2 separate regions of the Ovis aries genome follow, and region 1 is linked to region 2. A link is a contact called in public Hi-C data. All regions are on one chromosome and are shown on one strand. The core of a region is the stretch at or near the end of the contact, and the rest is flanking DNA. Distances in the headings are between cores, read along the strand shown. Region 1 has its middle 6.4 kb from the start of TASOR. Region 2 overlaps ARHGEF3 (Rho guanine nucleotide exchange factor 3).

Region 1 (5,212 bases), core at 120-2,619, 250 kb before region 2:
ATTAAAGACATGAAATTGCCATTCTTTCCCTTATGCTTGAGCTACAAAAATAATAATTCTTCCACAGAGTCACCTTCTTTCCCCCCAAGAACTTATATTACTCACTGAGCAAGTATTTCCTGGGAGTGTCCCAAGGAAGTATAAGACCCTGACAACAAACTGGGTTGAAGTTCATCATGGTTAATGTCTGGGAGGAAAGACGTCCATGCAAAGAAGAGAAGGCACAAAAGGAATCCTCAGTTAGAAATAAGAATAAGCTTAGGGATGAGCTTGCATGTGAGTAGCCCTTCAGTTACACAGCTGACTCGTAACCACACATCTCAACTAAACCCAGGAGTCACGAGCTGTTACTAAGGTTTGTTTTGGTTTCATTTCTAAGATTTTTTTTTTAATTGAATATACTTCAATTGACCTACAACACTATGTTAGTTCCAGGTGTACAACATAGTGATTCGCTATTTCTATACATTACAAAATGATCACCACTTTTGTCATTTGAGTCAAACCCATCTAAGATTTCTGTTACACGTAATACCATGAATGAATCTCACAGGCATGATGTTAAGTGAAAATAAGTCAGACACAAGAGTATATACTGCATGATTCCATTCGCATGAAGTACAAGGGCAAGACAAAAATAGTCCATGATAATAAGTCAGAACAGTGGTTCCCTTATGTGTCTGTAGCAGGGAGGTGTGTGAGGAGGTACTGAGTCAAAGGGGATATGAAAGAATTTTTGAAACAATGAAAATATTCTACATCTTGATTTAGGTGATAGTTACAAGGGCAGTACATAAATATATATATTTGTTGAACTCTACATTTGAAAGTTGTGTGTTTTACTGTATGATGTTTTTCAGTTCAACATCGACAACCAGAAACGCTTCTGCAGGTTCTCATTACTCAAGGGACAAAGATAAGAATTCTTCCTGGGGCTTAGAGAGTCCTGCTAATCCTGACCCTTTTCTACTTTCCTCTCCACTCCTGTTCCCTAAGCTCCTGGGTGCTTCCCCCGTCTGGCCCCCTCGCTGGGCTCCCCTGGCCACGTGATCAGGCTCAGCACACACTGCTTCCCCAGTGTGGTGTGCTCTTCCTCATCCTCATGAGCGCCTCCTGAGCTTCTTTTGGCTGCAGCTTCACTTCCTTGTGTAAAATTCCTTGATCACCCTCCTCTCATTTGAGGTTGGTTCCCGCTGTGCTTTCACAGAACCTTGTTGTTTTCAGGCTGTTTACCTTTCACTTCCCTCAGTTTGTAATGACTCCCTCATTTGTGGAATTCTCTCTCTCGCCTCCCCCCGCCCCCACCCCACCCCGGCTAGAACCTATGTATAATCAGCTCCATGGGCTGAAGAGCAATGTCTGGGTTTGCTTACCATAATGAGCCTGGCGCAGTGCCTAGAACACAGTGCCTGGAACACAATAGGTGTTTATGAAATCTGTTTTGACTGCCAAGGGCAAAGTGGCTATCTAATCTTTTCTTTTCTGGCAAGAATTTCACATAACCTGATTTGGGTTTACCACATTAAGTGTTTACTGGTATATCTTGCTTTAAGCAAACTTCATTATATGCAAATGTAGACTCCCAAAATATAAATTCGGGTGTGTCTATCAAATGCCGTTGAAATGCCTTATGTAAATTCACAATGCCTTTTACTGCATTTGAGAAGACAGATGAACATCATTTGCCAAATCCAAGATTTGTTGAAATAAAAAGGATTTAATAATTGGGAGTGATTCTCCTGTATTATCAGCTGGGTGACCAGTAGAGTTCCAGGTATAAGATCGTTTACACCACTGCTGTTTCCATCTGAAGAAAGACAAGGTTATACTAACTTCACATGGTGGCTGGTGAAGTTTTCTAAGAAGAGGATGGTGCTAAGGACATGAGTTACACAAAGCCAAAAAAAAAAAAAAAAAAGAAAATCTCAAGAGCAAGTGGTATATTGCAAAAGTGCCAATAGTGGTGAAATGTGTGGAAAAAAAAATTCAAAGTGTTTTTGATTTTATGCTTTTATAATAAAGGAGAGCAAAAGAAAGTTGTAGGAATTCAGAAGGTTTAACACATCTCACTACTCAATTTGGAAGACTGTAAGCTTGAGGAAAAGGAATAATAATACAGGTATTTTACCATTCTTTCTCTCAACAAGTATTTCTTGGGACCCTATCTGCTACCAGGCCCTAGGTTGGGCTTCTGGGGATAGAGCTGAAAATAAACAGATGCATCCCGACCCTGGGTTTATAGTCTGGTGCTTTCCAGACTATAAACTCTTTAATCTTCACAGCAGTTGCCAGAGAAACATTGCCATGTTTGGCAGAGGAAGAAATGGTGGCTTAACTGTCTTGCTCGAAGGAATAGCTCCAATAAGTGACAGAGCAGGACTCGAATTTGTCTATCTTCTGACTCCAGTCTCCGGCAAGTAAATGAAATTCTACTTGCTTGTAGGCCTCTAGGAGCTCTAGTTTGTTAATCAAGGCTCTCAACAGAAATAAAGAAAAATTACAAAGTTACACCATAATACATTCCCATCACTCCCCTATGTGTCATTTTTATCCCTTGTTTGGTCCCTCTGTTATTCTGAATGAATAGGAACATGTGTGGATGTATGTGCATGCTCAGTTGTATCTGGATCTATGAGACCCCCATGGACTATAGTCCACCAGGCTCCTCTGTCCATGGAATTTTCCAGGCAAGAATACTGGAGTGGGCTGCCATTCCCTTCTCTAGGGGATATTCCCCACCCAGGGATCAAACCCATGTCTCCTGAGTCTCTTGCATTGGCGGGTGGATTCTTTACCACTGAGCCATTGAAACTTCCTGCCACCTCCCTTACAAACACAAGTCTTTTCATTTTTACTTTTTCTTTTGGCACTGAACAATTTCTAGAGGATTTGTGGAGAAATAGAAGCAAATCAGTCATCAGTCATCTAGTCTCCCTGCCGGACTAACAACTGAGCACAGATATTGCATTCCCTTTGACATGATTCATGTTACGGCTTTATTATTTGGTGCTTCATAATCCAAGAAAGGTACTCAGACTTACTGTAATTTTGGACGTTTTCTCTCCAATTTATAAAAGGCCAACAAGAAAAACAAAAATTTCCTTTAAAATACAAGAGGCTAGCAATAAAAGATATAGTTAAAATGACCTTTTGCTACTGTGATACTGTGATTTATAAGAAATATGTATATATTTGGCATTCAGATGACCAAGATATATTTCTCAGGTATATTTGGCTTCAGTCACAGTTCCTGGTTCATAGCTCCCAAAACCCTTAGGATTTTTGGGCTGATAGAGCAATAGGAGGATCTTTTGCTATAATGTTTGTCCTTCCACAAAATGCTGCAGGCGGATTGGGTATCTTGATATTTACAACAATCTCTTTCCATCACAATTGGGTATATGTTAACAAAGGTGACTTTGGATTCCACCCCAGGGTGTGGGCTCCTTGTCAGCCCAAGTGACTGGCTGGTTTTCCTGATTTCAGTCCCACCTCTTGATTTCAGGGAGGGGAGGGGAGCTTGCGGTTGAATCATTGTCCACTGGCCAATGATTGAGTCAGTCATGGCTATGTAAAGAAGCCTCCATAAAACCCTCAAAAGATAGCTTTTTGACCCTTTGCTGGGGAGCTGCTACATGAGGGACAAAGATCTGCTTCTACATGCTAACTTGTCAAGTCCCAAATTCCAAGAGAACAGAAGTTTCTTTGTTCCAGAACTTGCCCTGTATATCTCTTCATCTGGCTGTAGATTTTTATCTTTAAATAGCCTTTCAAAATAAATTAGGGCTTCCTCAGTGAATCAGCGGTAAAGAATCCACAGGAGACACAAGAGACTCAGGTTTGATCTCTGGCTGGGAAGATCCCCTGGAGAAGGAAATGAAAACACACTCCAGTACTCTTGCTTGGAAAATCCCGTGGACAGAGGAGCCTGGCAAGCTACACTCCATGGGGTAGCAGAAGGGTAGGACACAACTTAGTGACTAAACAACAACATAATAAATCAGTAATCTCATCAGTAAATAGATTTCCCTGAGTTCTCGGGGCTGTTCTAGCAATTACTCAAACCCAGAGAGAAACCCATGGGAACTTCTGATTTGTATTCAGTTAGTCAGAAGCGCATGTAACAACCTGAGCTTGCTGCTGCCGTATAATGTGGTGGGACTGTGGAAACTGATTCTATCTCTGAGTTGATAGTGTCAGAATTGAGTTGAATCATTGGACTCCCAGCTGGTGTCTGAGAACTGCTGCTTGGTATGAGGAAGCCTTCTCTTGGCAAAATTCTGTTAGCCTTTGCCCTGCTTCATTTGGCCATGTTCTCCAAGGCCAAACCTGCCTGTTACTCCAGATATCTCTTGACTTCCTACTTTTTATTCCAGTCCCCTATGATGAAAAGGACATCTTTTTTTTTTGGTGGTAGTTCTAGAAGGTCTTCATAGAATCATTTAACTTCAGCTTCTTTGACATTAGTGTTTGGGGCATAGACTTGGATTACTTTGATATTGAATGGTTTGCCCTAGAAACACACAGAGATCATTCTGTTGTTTTTGAGACTGCACCCAAGTACTGCATTTTGGGCTCTTTTGTTGACTATGAGGGCTACTCCATTTCCTAAGGGATTCTTGCCCACAGTAGTAAATATAATGGTCATCTGAATTAAATTCACCCATTCCCATCCATTTTAGTTCACTGATTCCTAAAATGTCTGTGTTCACTCTTGCCAACTACTTTCAATTTACCTTGATTCATGGACCTAACATTCCAGGTTTCTATGCAACATTGTTCTTTACAGCATTGGACTTTACTTTCACAACCAGATACATCCACACCTGGATGTTGTTTCTACTTTGGCTTAGCCTCTTAATTCTTTCTGGAGCTATTTCTCCACTGATCTCCAGTAGCATATTGGCACCTACCAACCTGGGGAGTTCATCTTTCAGTGTTCTGTCTTTTTGCCTTTTCATACTGTTCATGGGGTTCTCAAGGCAAGAATACTGAAATGGTTTGCCATTCCTTTCTCCAGTGGTCCACATTTTGTCAGAACTCTCCACCATGTCCCGTCTGTCTTGGGTGGCCTTACACAGCATGGCTCATAGTCTCATTGAGTTAGACAAGGTTGGGATCCATGTGATCAGTTTGGTTAGTTTTCTGTGGTTGTGGTTTTCATTCTATCTGCCCTCTGATGGATGAAGATAAGAGGCTCGTGGAAGCCCCC
Region 2 (5,263 bases), core at 1-2,500:
CTGGTGCACCAGAGGTTTGTTTTGTTCTTGCAGCAGTAGAACCTGTGTGTCAAACCTGGTTATATTCAAAACCCAAGACATAATACACCTGGTAAAAGCAGAGCGGCTCTACTTGAAGGGACTGAGGAGGAGGAGGAGGAGGAAATAGACCCACCAACCTCCCCCACCCCTACACCTCCACTGTGGTGGACTCAGGACTCCTGAGGGCTCCACTCTCGGACGCACGCTCCCTGAGGGCTGGCTCTCTCTCCTTCCTCCCTTTTTCTTTCAAATACTCAAATAACAGCACATTCAAAACTAACATTAGCCAGAGCTGCACTGTAGCATCTTGTGTCTGCACCGTATTGGGATCCAACTGGGACTCAAGAAAAGAATAAGTATGGACAACACCTGGGCAGGGTCCAATCTGGATCCTCCCTCACCAGCAAAGTGCCTCTCAGCAAGTGTCGGACCGTCACCAAGCCTCAGAAGCCCCAGCAGTTCCACCACCTCTTGGGATTTTAAGAGAGGTGAACAAGTGGACATGCGTAAGAGCTCTTAGAACAGCGCTGGTTAGAGTGCGATAAGGGTTACCTATTAATTACATCAATAGGATTAAACGTGTGATGGGGGGGGAGGAAATCCAGTGGAAGGAATTACAATGTCCCCATGGAAAGTACAACGTTCTGCATGACCCAAAGCTGTTCCCTCCTAGGACTGGCCTGTGAGTGCTCTGGTTTTTGTAACCATCTCTATCAGTTCTGTACCACTGGGAGGAAGGGCCTGGACAATGGAGGTGCGAAAGTCATGAGACTGGCAAGGAACGCTCACCTGGAGCCAAGTATTTATTAATTGCTGTTAATGCACCATTCTGTGCCTGGAGAATCCCATGGACAGAGGAGTCTGGACAGCTTCGGTCCACGGGCCGCAGAGAGCCAGACATGACTGAAGAGACCAACGCACACCCACTCTGTGCCCTCTGCCCCATTTCTGTCTGAATCTGTGCTCTAAGAAGCTGGGAAAAAACATCTTCCTCTTAAGAGGCTTCAAATACTCAGACAACAGTAGACAGATTTTAAAATAACAGGACAGATGTTGCAGCTCTAAAAGAGGAAAGTTCCCTCCATGAGAATGTAGAGTTGTATTAGAAAGGGCTGGAAGTGAATCTTTTCCAGGACTGACTTTTCCATGAGAGAACAAGACTCCTGCCTCCACCAAAAGAAAGTCAGCACAGTATGTGGGTGAAGAGTGCCCTCTGCTGGCCAGCAATGAGAAAACCTCAGGGGTTGCGCAGGGATTGGGGTGGGTGAGGGTGGGCGGGGCGAGTCTCAAATACCCTATGTAGCTCTTTTTTTTTTCCTTTTGTCTTCTTTCCTTTCCTGTCTTTTTAATTAATCTGAATTGCAAACAAAAATGCTTCCTTTCCTAAAAGGAGAAGAACAGAGAGAAAGAACAAGGTCAAAGAGAATTTCCTTCCACTCCTCACTTAACGTTTTCCTGCTTGGAGCACATGAATGTCACCTAAAAATGGCCCCTGTGGAACGTGAGTCTTCAGGTGGTCCACAGCACCATCCCATTTCCATCCTAAGACCTGAGCAGATTGCAAATTTCACAGACAGACACCCTGACTCAAAGCCACCTGACTCCTCCCAGGAACTCTGGCGGGGGTGGTGCGCAGGGGGTGTGTGCGGCGGCGCGGGGCGGGGGGCCGGGGGGGGGGGGGGCGAGGATCGGCTTGCAGCTAAGGAGATCCCAGTGGCATGGAGGACAGGTTGATTCTGGCTCAGACCCAAATGACTCTGGATGGCCTGCTCTAGAATCCGGGAACCTTTGAAAAATACACCCTCCCACCTCAAGACTAGACCACAGCTCTCTGCCAGGCTGCTCCCCACAGCTGGGGCCCCCACAACCTCACTCTCCAGCTGGAGCATCATCCCCGCTCTCCCCCAAGCCTGACCCTGCAGGTGAGTTCTCACCCTCTGGGTTGAGTGCTCATTCAGAGCACCAGAGCCCACCCGGCAGAGCGTCACTGCCCCTTCAGCATCACTCACAGCTGTGAGAAAGTCCCCACTGAGCTCCCTTCTCCGTAAGAATAATAGGAACTGCCATTGACTGGAGGCCCACTAAATGCAGAAATGTGACACATACCACTTTAAAAGAATCCTTCTGACCTCAAGAGACCCCTTGAGCACCTCTGGGGGGCTTTGCTTTCTGAATGAAGGGCAAGAGCTATTTAAAACTTGAGGCTACCAGGCTTCTTGTCCAACCACCTAAGGAATGACTTGGTCCTGTCTGCCTTCCTCCCCCCCCCCCCCCCCCCCCCCCACCACCAGCCACCGTTATACAGTCTGAGTTCAGCAGTCTCTATGTAAATCAGAGGGAAGAGAGGCAGGATATGGAGAGATGAGGGAATACTGAGGGGGGTTGGGGGAGAGAAGTCTTCTGGAGTGCATACAGGGGGAGTCTAAGGGGAGGAGGAGAGAGATCTTAGGGTGCCTGCAAGGCCAGGTGAGCTGGGGACTGAAGGGAATGAGAAGAGAGAGGAGTTCCTAAGAAGGGCTGCTCTTGGGTATAAAATGGATCCCCTTTGAGTCTTCTTTGACAGACGCAGTAAAGAGGAGAACCAACAGACTTTGAACCTTTGGACATAGCAAAACCTGAGGTTTGGAGTGTTGGAAGCTTTGGTATCTGCCCAGGTTACACGCCAAGGTTCCAATGAGGAAACAGGCCGGCAGAGGGTCACCACCTTGCTAAGGCCCACGTAGCTCGTAAGGGCAGAGCCTCAATCCAAGCACATCTGCCTCCACTGCTCCTTCAGCGATGCTCAGGCCTCTGGGAGAAGGAAAAGACGACCACCTAACAGGCCAGGGGAGGGGCAGACATGAGACAGACCATGGCGACTGAAAACCTCCACAACGAATCGCACACTGTCAGTGATGTCAGAAGCACCAGTTCCTTCCCTTCCCTCCTGGTCCTAATCCCTGAGCTCGCCCTGGTTCTGAACACCCCTCCTCACTGCGAGATCCCTGACCTGCTGTCCTTTATTGCCCCAAACCCGATTTGGCAAGTGCCCTGCTACTAGCCTCCCGCAGGTCTGCACACAGTGTGCACTCTGACCCCAAACTCCTCCAGCGGGGTGGTAGTTCTGGCCCCAAACTCCTCCAGCGGGGTGGTGGAGGCACAATTTCTCACAGACATTGTTTCTCTCTCCTGGATTAAACACCCGGCCCTGTGTCTGCCAGGGCCTCCCTGGTGGCTCAGATGGTAAAGCGTCTGCCTGCAATATGGGAGACCCAGGTTCGATCCCTGGGTTGGGAAGATCCCCTGGAGAAGGAAATGGCAACCCACTCCAGTACCCTAGCCTGGAAAATCCCATGGACAACAGGAGCCTGGTAGGCTACAGTCCACGGGGTCGCAAAGAGTCGGACACGACTGAGTGACTTCACTTCCACTTACCTGCACCTGCCTGAGGAAGTGATCTTCTTCCCGTGTGTTCATTCATTCACCAAATAGCCGCTTGTTTCTGCTTTACACCAGGTACTGTGCTAGCCACTCAGGACATAATGCTACTTTAAAAAAAAGTTCCAAACTAGGAAATAAAGCATGCCTCTTTAGCATCATCTACAGTCAGCACCTGCCTATAGGGTAGGTGATTTCTGACTTACCATTTGCTTTCGATTAGGTCCCAGACTCTGTAAATTTAGGTCGTGAACTTGTAAAAGACTGGTAAGTTGTAAGTAATTTCTGCCAAGTATTAAAAGATAATTCCAAAGGTTACAGTGTTATTTTTCTGTAGAACCTAAACAAGTTTTATATCTAAATTTGCCATCTTATCCCAATATTCTTTTCTTCACAATTTTCTACGACTATATGTATATATATGTACACATATATACACACGCAAATGAGAGTACATATACGTGTACATATACATACTATATATATACTTACATGATACACACACACATGCATACATATCACATATATCTTCCTGGATACCTCCTAGATCCAGCTTTCTCTTCCTTATCCTTCTAGTTTTCTGATAAATGAGTTAAACAAATATTTTATCCAGACTAAGTATATATTTATACAAGAGTTAAAGAAGGTTTTCGGAGAAAAGCAACCTTTGTGCGGGATCTGAAGAATAACAGGAGGAAAAGCATCCCAGGCCAACAGGGCAGCATGTCTAAAGGCCCAGGGGTAGGGAGCACAGCACCCCGGAGACCTGGGAAGACGGTCGTGTGACCTCCACGATCTGCCACTGATCCTCTCAACCAACACCTGCTATATCAACATCATGACAGGACTCTTGAGTCCCTCCTGTCTGTCCCAGCCACATGCAATGGCTGTGAACACAGAACTGGCCCCACCGGGGGAGATGAAGAACTGTGTTCCCTGGATCAACTGACTGTAACTCCATGCCACCCTTCTCAAATGACTGGGGAGAAGCCAGGTACAGGACAGCTGGTGAGGACCCAGTTCTTGGGGGAGAGGACACCTGTGCAGTGGACTACCCCCTAGGAGGCCAGCCTCAGTATGTGGCACAGAGGAAAACAGAGATCCCCAGACATCAACAGCTCCACACCAGGCCCTCTGTCAACCCCGTGCTCTGTGGTGGGTCCAGCTCCACAGGCTGCTCATTCACCAAGTCAGCATGGCACAAACACCTGCTCAAGGGGGCTTGCTAAAACCTGCAACAGAATGATCATTTCTGCACATTTCCACTAAAAACATCAGTCTACATTCAAGTCGTACAGCCGCCTCCTGAGAACAGGGGTTCTCTCTCTCACACAGCTTAATCAGCACCAGCCCTGGGGGCAGAAGACTCTGGCCAGAGGCCAGTAACTATGTGACTTCGGACAAGTTGCTTAACCTGCCTGAGCCTCAGTGTTCTCCTCTGGAAGGGGAAATACTCATGTGTCATTAGAAGACTCAGTGTTCATGGACACAAACACAAACACAATATAAATGGGTCTTATTTTCATAGTTGTTATAATTATCTGATGCTACTTTTAAAATATAACGAGGGTTTGTTAAGTACATAATACAACTCTATGTGGAACTTAGGCAAAATTTCCATATAAAAATGGAAAGCCCCAAACAACAAACTGACAGAAACATGGGCAGAAAGCTAACTCTCGTCTCAAAAGGCTGGCAGGCGTGTTTCTGGAGCGATGTTGCATCAGGCGTAGAGCCGGGCACTCTCTTGCTTCTACTCAGGTATTAAAATAATAAAGTACAGAGAACTCAGGTCCATTTGTCAACATGTTCAGGTTTTTCAAAG

The links. Hi-C and Micro-C count contacts between places; a contact is called where the count stands out from the background.
Region 1: a Hi-C map of mixed tissues shows a contact between it and region 2, with 4 times the contacts expected there. The contact joins two enhancer-like sites. A contact is called at or near these places in 14 of 16 Hi-C or Micro-C datasets (blood, hypothalamus, liver and 7 more).

What each region holds. Positions count from the first base shown.
Region 1 is chr19:44,432,653-44,437,864 of ARS-UI_Ramb_v3.0, reverse strand. No RefSeq gene overlaps it. Among named protein-coding and RNA genes, the nearest start is that of TASOR, 6.4 kb to the left of the region's middle. Within about 2 kb of position 1,369, at least 12 of the 54 cell types and tissues checked have an H3K27ac peak or open chromatin away from gene starts, as enhancers often do.
Region 2 is chr19:44,179,263-44,184,525 of ARS-UI_Ramb_v3.0, reverse strand. The region is part of intron 2 of ARHGEF3 (Rho guanine nucleotide exchange factor 3); the gene reads right to left. Among named protein-coding and RNA genes, the nearest start is that of ARHGEF3, 77 kb to the right of the region's middle. Within about 2 kb of position 1,250, at least 9 of the 54 cell types and tissues checked have an H3K27ac peak or open chromatin away from gene starts, as enhancers often do.